Regions from separate parts of the Zea mays genome. Here regions 1 and 2 are each linked to region 3. A link is a contact called in public Hi-C data. All regions are on one chromosome and are shown on one strand. The core of a region is the stretch at or near the end of the contact, and the rest is flanking DNA. Distances in the headings are between cores, read along the strand shown.

The links. A called contact is a pair of places that touch in the nucleus more often than the background predicts.
Region 1: a contact with region 3 is called in a Hi-C map of ear, with 2.4 times the contacts expected there. The contact joins the promoter of LOC100277074 here to the promoter of LOC109946026 in region 3. A contact is called at or near these places in 2 of 25 Hi-C or Micro-C datasets (ear and tassel).
Region 2: a contact with region 3 is called in a Hi-C map of endosperm, with 3 times the contacts expected there. The contact joins the promoter of LOC100282903 here to the promoter of LOC109946026 in region 3. A contact is called at or near these places in 2 of 25 Hi-C or Micro-C datasets (endosperm and tassel).

What each region holds. Positions count from the first base shown.
Region 1 is chr4:80,439,858-80,442,652 of Zm-B73-REFERENCE-NAM-5.0, reverse strand. LOC100277074 reads right to left here and starts at 1,321. Exons shown (of 2, transcript NM_001150741.1): 1 at 542-1,321. The coding sequence starts at 956.
Region 2 is chr4:81,282,653-81,285,444 of Zm-B73-REFERENCE-NAM-5.0, reverse strand. LOC100282903 (dnaJ domain containing protein) reads left to right here and starts at 1,525. Exons shown (of 5, transcript NM_001155809.2): 1 at 1,525-1,872; 2 at 1,976-2,076. The coding sequence starts at 1,796.
Region 3 is chr4:80,796,068-80,798,851 of Zm-B73-REFERENCE-NAM-5.0, reverse strand. It overlaps LOC109946026 (DEAD-box ATP-dependent RNA helicase 29), which reads left to right and starts at 1,419. Exons shown (of 11, transcript XM_020552564.2): 1 at 1,419-2,059; 2 at 2,360-2,784. The coding sequence starts at 1,609.

The sequences.
Region 1 (2,795 bases), core at 72-2,571, 360 kb after region 3:
AACGACATGTATGAATGATCATGGCACGACGGCAGCATAGCAAACGAAGAGGAAACAAGCATGTATCAAGTAAAGTTATGTCCTACTCATACCATATGGTAAACTTAATTAGTCATGTAAGTTGTGTTATGACACTATATGACAGTTGACACTATAGGAATCTTAAATGCTGATAGGCCGTACACCCAAGATTACAACTCTTGCTGTTCTTTTTCTGCTCGCAGTAACGCAAGTGTTTCACCTCTCATTATACTGTTGTGGCCTCATTAGATTGTACACTTATCCGGTGCCTAGACAATATTATTGGCAAAAGAATTCAACAGCCGATAACTAGAAACTTGCCATTTAGGACATCGGTTTAACAGGCTAAACAAACAGGTTTAGCGATGTACTGTAATTAGTAATTACTGTCTATTTACCAACTCTGCACAACACCTAGTACTCCGCAAGTGCTAGTGGAGGGAATAACTAGCAGTTAGCGTATTCAGCTCACCAGAAACGCCGCCGTGGGCGGGGACACCACCAGGACCAGGGAACCTACCATCAGGTCGGGCAGGTCGGTCAACGCGGCCGCGTCGATAGCACGGCACGAGGACGGCGAAGCTGCCCTCGGAGTCCACGTCACTATGGAGATCCGGCGCGAGCGGCTCCAACCAGCCGATGGACCAGTCGGAGGCGTCGGAGTCCGAGTCAGACAGGCAGCCGTCGCCGTCGGACTGCACGATAACCATGCCGTGCTCGCTGTCGACCCTGTCCTCCGCGCGGCCGCCGCGCCGGCTGATCATGCCCGTGCGCCCGACGCCGGCGTCTGGCTCCCGAAACCCGGACGGGGAGTCCGGGAAGAGGCCTTTCGTCACGGCCGTGCTGCTCCACGCCGGTGGCTCGCGGTCGCGGCCTCTACGGTTTCTGGCTCTGCTCCCCGGCCATATCCACTGCGAGAATCGGCTCAGCGACATGGCCGTTGTGGGGGAAAGAAATCAAAGAATGCTCGGGTCGTCTTGATCCGGTTGAAAATTGGGGGCGCAAAGCTGACAAAATCAAAGAGAATAGAGCAAAGCAAAAAGGATAATCTGTGAGGAAAATCTTATCTTCTTCCGGAACTAGATCCAATAAATATCTGTCTCGTCAAAAGTGGATATTGGCAGGCAAATGGAGGAAGGAACCGCCCTTTAAGCGAAAGCAACATCAAGTGGAACAAAAGAAACCGCTGAAAACTATAGCGGTTGCTTCTCGGCGCAAATCGGAGGAGCAAGCAAACGATAGTAGAAGAGTTACTGTGACTAAACCTATCACCAAGAACAGACTGACTATAGCCTGAAGCAGAGAAGGCGAGAGAGATTCGGCAACTGAAAAGATGCGAAGAGCAAGGTTGTTGCGAGGTCGCCACGAGAATCCTGGGGTGGAGGAACCCGGTCGTCCCTAGATTCGGATCTTTTAGGCCTTGTTCGGTTATTCTCAATACACATGGATTGGATGTGATTAAAAAAAATTCTTAAGAAGTTTGACTTGTTTAGGATTCAAACCCATCCAATCTCACTCAATCCACATGGATTGAGAGCTAACCGAACAACCCCTTAGGTGTGGGGAAGAGGAAGAATCGGGGCCAGAGAACTGAACTAGTGAACCGGATAGCAACAGCCAACAGCGAAGGAGAAGCCAAGAGTACTGAGGGTTAGCCAAAGCCAAACCAAAGGGTTAGATTAAGAAAGCAACTTTTTTTAAAAGCCGACTTTCTCACAGTGTAAAAATAAAAGCATATCTAGATCTACTTTTAGTGATTTTTAGATTAAACTGTGAAAACATATATCAAATAACTTTTAACGATTTTCAGAGGTTTCGACCAAACGATTGTTAGCTTTTTAACAGTTTACCGCTCACAACAACTTTTCTCACAGCTCATAGTCCACAACAGCTTTTTTCATAGCCACGGCCCAACCAAACAGACCCTGAAGAGGAGGCTAGCCGCCTAGGTAGGGCTGGATATCGAGCCAGCTCGGCTCGGCTCGTTTGAGCTCGAGCTGGCTCGTTAAGCTAACGAGTTGGCTCGACTCGGCTCGTTAAGGTAGCGAGCCACAGAGTCAGCTCGGCTCGACTCGTTTACGAGCTCGAGCTGGCTCGTTTAGCTTGCGAGCCAGAGCAGAAAAAAATAATATGTGTTTAATAATCAATTTCTAGTTAATTTCAAACTAATTTAAAACAGAAAATAGTAATTATACTCATAGTTTCACAGACCATATCAATATAACACCAAATTAACACAACTCATCACTCATTAATTCACTATTCACACACATATTCAGCAGTTTAACCCACACTTATATTCGTATAGACCAATTTCATACATAGACATAATTCATCAATCATTAGTTTAACTTATAGGTTATAGACACCACACATACATATAACATATTCATCAATTGTTACGTAAATGATATGTATATAGTTTTGTTTTGCTGAAATGTGATAGCTCGTTTAGCTCACGAGCTGGCTTGTTAACAAACCGAGCTGGCTCGTTAACGAACCGAGCTAGGATGTCAGCTCAGCTCGCGAAAAAATTCAAACGAGCCGATCCGAGCCGAGCCGAGCTGGCCACGAATCGAGCGAGCCGACGAGCTGCAAGCATTTTGTCCAGCCCTACGCCTAGGCCACCCATGGCCCGCACTCAGCAGTGCGAGCCGGCCGTGTGCATGGCGTGGCCGATGGGAACCAAGCCAACCGTCCGCGTGGAACGGATCCTTGCACAACAGGATTGTCGGCCGTCCGATATGTCACGTGCTGACTTGCTTACTAGGAAG
Region 2 (2,792 bases), core at 276-2,775, 490 kb before region 3:
CGTGACAACCGTTGAAACTGGTGCTTTAAGTATACTAGTCGGTTGCCCGTGCGTTGCGACGGCTTACAACAATACCCACGTAAACTATACATCAAAAAAAAATTCAAGATTTTTTATTGATTGTCTCCGCTCTCTGTATAATATATTTTTTGATTTGGCTAAGTGATGTCATTGTTTACTCCATACAAATATGTCTTGGTACAACACGGCCAATGAAGTGAGCGATTATAAGAGAGTTCACAACGATTGACTGAATGAACAGAGATTATAAAATGACATAATTCTATCATACATAGACCAAATAAGAGAAAGTTTGTGAGATCAAGTTTCTAAAATAAGTCCCATAAAGTCAAACTTATAAAAAAGATAGATCAAAATATGGAGTGATTGCTAAAGTCAGGCATCAATAAAAACTGGATGTGCTCCGTATAAATTATGCTACTTTATAGCAATTACTAACGTTTAAAACCAACAAATAAACTTTCATTTTGTTGTTAGTGTGACAAATCATTGATGCTTCATCCAATTCAGCAACCTCAAACATCATGTAGTCCATTGCGCCAATGTGGTCTCATAAACGACCTAATGCTTGCAAGAGCCAAGAACGTCGTGTCGTGCTTGGGCTGTAGTCTCGGCCCGTAGTGCTGGCCGGGCCCGACACGATTATTTTTTTATTTTACAAAAAAAATGTATATACCTATATACAATTTATATTCAATATTAAAAACATCTTAGTGTGATGTTCTACTGGTTAGACAGTTTCACTCAGTGTCTCCTGCTCTTCTTCCATCAGGGCATGGGTTCAACCCCACCTCCTGCACCGTTTTTTTGACATTTTACGCTGATTTAATTAAATGGATCGACGGGTTAACAGGCTGACCCGACACAGTTAGCAGGCCGGCATGACGTGCCTGTGCCATAGTTGTGGCCCGCGTGCATCTAGCCCGTATCGGGCGTCGTTACGCTGGTTTAATTAAATGGATCGATGGGCTAACGAGCTGGCCCGACACAGTTAGTAGGCCGACATGACGTGGCTGTGTCATAGTTGGGCTCGTGTGCATGTAGCCCGTATCGGACGTTGTTTGGCATCTATAGACGTGCAGCGGATTAATTTGAAATAGATGTGAGAGGTTATTTGTAAAAAAATGACGCATGACGTCCGTTGAAACTGATGCTTTAAATATAGTATAGATTATAGATTATAGATTATAGATATAGATTATAAACTACTTGAAAGATCTTTTCGTTTTTAAGTTGGCGGTACGGTATGCATATCTAGCGCACGTTCAAGTTATTCAATTTGTAGACTATTTAAGGCCTGCCTTAGTGGGCCAGATCAGGGCTCATTCTCATGTGTCGGTCCTCAATTTAGTCCATTTAAAATTAGGGAAATTTGGATCCATACCATTAAAAGATCACCACTTTGGATCCATACCATTACTATCTCACTTACATGTGGGTCCACATGAGTCAATGACATATGAGGTCCATGGTATATATCTAAAGTTTGGATCTTTTAATTGTATAGATCCAATTGTTCCTTAAAATTACGACTCGCACCCACGGACCCACCAACCACGCCGCCGCCGGCCGGCCACCTTTCTCCATTCTCCGTCAATCGTCATCCTATCCGATCCCCAACTAGGCAACTACTCCGTCTCACGCCTCTCCTGTCCCCTCTCGCCGCTCTCGCCCCGCCTCTGCCTCCGCCTCCGCCTCCTCCATCGCACCCAGCTTTCCTCCCCACCCCACCGCCACTCCTACCCCGCCACGTCGTGTAGTCGCGGCGGCGGATATGCAAGCCGCCGCCGCCTTCAACCAGGCAGCCTTCACCGTCCGCTCGCTGCATCGCCCCCCGAGGCCCCTCCATCTGTACGCTCGGCTCATTTCCATCCTATTGACGTGTTAGCTAGCCAGTTGTTAGTTTTCGCCTCCACGTGCTGATTAGTTCAAGCGTCGTGGGTGAATTTTGCAGAGCTGTTGCGGAGGATGCTTTTGCGGGGATAAGAGGCGCGCCCCTTACACGGCCCCGGTGCTGCGGGAGCCTCTCTGTCGGCGTCGGCAGCTACGACAGCGGTAAGGACGGAGAAACCGTAGACCCAGTTAATGTCGTAGCTGCTACCTTGCTTATCTAGGAAGCTAAACTCGGGAGGCATTAGCATTACAAGTATGTTTTAGTTTATCTGGTTCAGAATAAATAAAAACAATTGAACATTATCCTAAAGGAAAGAGAGATACTGATAGAGAAGGTTTTGATTTGTGTACAAGGGGGTGTTTGTTTGGGATTATAATCCACCTAGATTATATAATCCAACAATTTTTGAACTAACTTTTAGTTCAAAAGTTGTTAGATTATATAATCTGGATAGATTATAATCTCAAACAAACACCCCCTAAGTGTATAACCTCCTGTTACCAAATAAGCTTCTTTCAGCCTAAAAGATGCTCAGTAGTTTTCCGAAGGCAATCTATGTGAATAATTTATCATGCCACCTTTTTGTTGACCGTAAAAACCTCCACATAGTCTGCAAAAATCATTTCTTCTGGTCAACTCTGTTGTTCTGTGAGATAAGAGAAATGTCGAGACACAATTTGGCCTGTGATATCCACAAATGTTACCTCCTTGGGAAACCATTAGTCACCTGTGTCCCAGCCCTATTTGCGACCCCCCCCCCCCCCCCTTTTTTTATTTGGTGAATCTAGGATATGGTTACTGGCTGATAAGAACTGTTCCCCTCTGGACTCATTGTCCTGATAAGATGAAGCAAGATGAAATCTAGGTACAGAACCTA
Region 3 (2,784 bases), core at 170-2,669:
CTACCTATGGCTTCAATCACCCACCACAAAGAACTGTCTATGGCAGGTCACATTCAGATCAAACCATATCTTGAGCATTCTATTCTTTTTACTATGCAGATCCATCGCTAACGATGTAAGATAATCAACATTAAAGTGCAGATCTACATGAGTACAACCAGAATCCATTCCTAGGGTAGAGGTTGATCGGGCAGTGAATGGGTGAGGGCTCAACCGATGGCTGCTTCCTAGCGCGACGTCGTCCGTGGTGGCTTGATGCCTCGTCGGAGAAGGAGCTAGGATTAGTGAGACGTCAGCGAGTGCAGCCTCACTCAACCGCGACCGCGAGTAGCTTCTTTGGGTTCCGCCGCAATGAGAGCATCAGACGACGAGCGGGAGGACGTCAAATCCAGATCTTCGGCATGACGGGGATGTTGCCATGCAGATCGCGACGCCTGACGTCGGAGCTTCGTCGATGGAATCAAGGTTGCGTTGTCGCCGTCTTCCGCATCTTGTACGGGAGAACCTTCCATAGAAAGCCGCGAATAGGAACTGACCGGTGCTGCGCGCGAGTGAATGTTGGTAGCGTTCCCCTTCATCAGGGGAGAGAAAACGCCGATGAGATGAAGGACTGTGTAGGGGAGGCCATTGCGACGTTTTCGCGTGATCCTGTAGCCGCTACATTAGGGGGGGAGGCGTGGTAGACGCACAGATGTCCAATAAGCACGAGGCCCGCGAGCCTGGCACGAAGCCCGCTGTTTGGGTCCGGTCCGAGCCCGGCATGACTCGGTTCTATGCGGGCCCGGCCCGGCACGAATAAGCGGGCCGGGCTCGGACAAGAAACTAGGCACGGTGGGCTAGCTCGGTACGACCCGTTTACCTCTAAGCCCATTAAACCCGCTTTTTTACACTAAAACGTGCTTACCGGCCCGCATAGCCCATTTTCGGCCCGCTTTTTTCGTGCTAAACGGGCCGGCCCGCGTTTAGGCCCGCTGTGGGCCGGGCTCGGACAGGAAATTGAGCCCGCGTGCTTAGAAGGCCCGACCCGGTTTTCTAACCGTGCCTGGCGGGCCGGGCTTCACCGGGCCCGGGCCGGGCGGCCCCTTTGGCCATCTCTAGGTAGACGTGTCCGTTGAAGGCATTCTAAGTATGATGAAATTATGGTCCTGTTTAGCATTGCTGTTGCTTGTTGAAAAAATAACTTATCTTAGAAGTTGATGAAAACAGTTTCTGCTTGTTGTCTGCTTTTAGTTTATTTTGATAAGCAGCAGAACTGATAAGCTGCTGCAGAAATTGTCTTTCTGACTGTGTTTAAATTTGTGAACAAGTTGAAAATAAAAATAAACTGTGTCAAACAGGACCTATATTTTTAGAACTTAGCTTGTGTCATATAAATGCAACCAAACAGGCCCATTGTATCTCAGCCCATGAGTTTTTTTTCATGTCGACCCGGCCCATGATTCCCGACCTGGCTCGTCGCGCAAGTTGCTTCGCGTGTCTCCCCTCCACCCCTCTCCTCTCCTTCCGCTTCCGCAGTACCTCGCCGCCACGGCCGACGTTGATAAAGCCCCAAACGGCTAAACCCACGTCTCCCTCTTCTGCCCTCCCTCCCTACTTCCCAGCCACCCCATGGCTCGCTTAACCCCCACGAAGTCCAAATCCTCCAGGAAGCCCAAGCCCTCCTCCTCCTCCGCCATGGGCGCCGGAGCGGAGCCGGATGCGATGTCCACGCGGCGGCCGAAGCGTGGCAAGTCGGTGGGCGGCGTCAGCAAGAAGTCCAAGTCGGGCGGGTTCGAGTCGATGGGGCTCTGCGAGGAGGTGTACCGCGGGGTGCGCCACAAAGGGTACCGCGTGCCCACGCCGATCCAGCGCAAGACCATGCCGCTCATCCTCGCGGGCGTCGACGTCGCTGCCATGGCCCGCACGGGCTCCGGGAAGACCGCCGCATTCCTGGTGCCCATGCTGCAGCGCCTCCGCCGCCGCGACCCGAGCGCCGGCGTCCGCGCGCTCATCCTCTCACCTACCCGCGACCTCGCGATGCAGACGCTCAAGTTCTCCAACCAGCTCGGCAAGTTCACAGGTGCGTAGTAGTCCTCGTGCTCGTAGCCAGGCCAATGTGCCGCTGTCAGCTTTGCTACATAGCAATCATGCTGTTTTACCAATTGAGAATTTTTATATGACACTTTCGAGATGCATAATTCAGCGGCTTATATTGGGCTGCTTTACTTGAGATAGCAGCCTACCATTTTGGGTATATTGTTGTCTTTGTGCCCTTGTATACAATTTTGGGCATCGATTGTTGTGTTTTCTGGGCTGCTCCTTCTCAGCTCGAAATATTTCATCAGTGCGGAATGGTGACTTGTTTTCCCCCATCTTGTAGACCTAAGAACCAGCATAATTGTTGGTGGAGATAGCATGGAGAGTCAGTTTGAGGACCTGTCAGAGTGTCCTGATATCATAATTGCCACGCCAGGCAGGCTCATGCACCATTTGAATGATGTCAAGGACATGACTCTTCGCTCAGTGGAATATGTTGTGTTTGATGAAGCAGATTCCTTGTTCAGCATGGGGTTCGCCAAACATTTGCACGATATTCTGAAGAAGCTAAATGATACACGACAAACATTGCTCTTTAGTGCCACTTTGCCTAGTGCCCTTGCAGATTTTGCAAAAGCTGGTCTGCGTGATCCGCACATTGTGAGGCTCGACTTGGACAAAAAGATCAGTCCTGATCTCAGGATGGTGTTCTTCACACTGCGCCAAGAAGAGAAGCTTGCTGCCTTACTGTATTTGGTCAGGGAACGC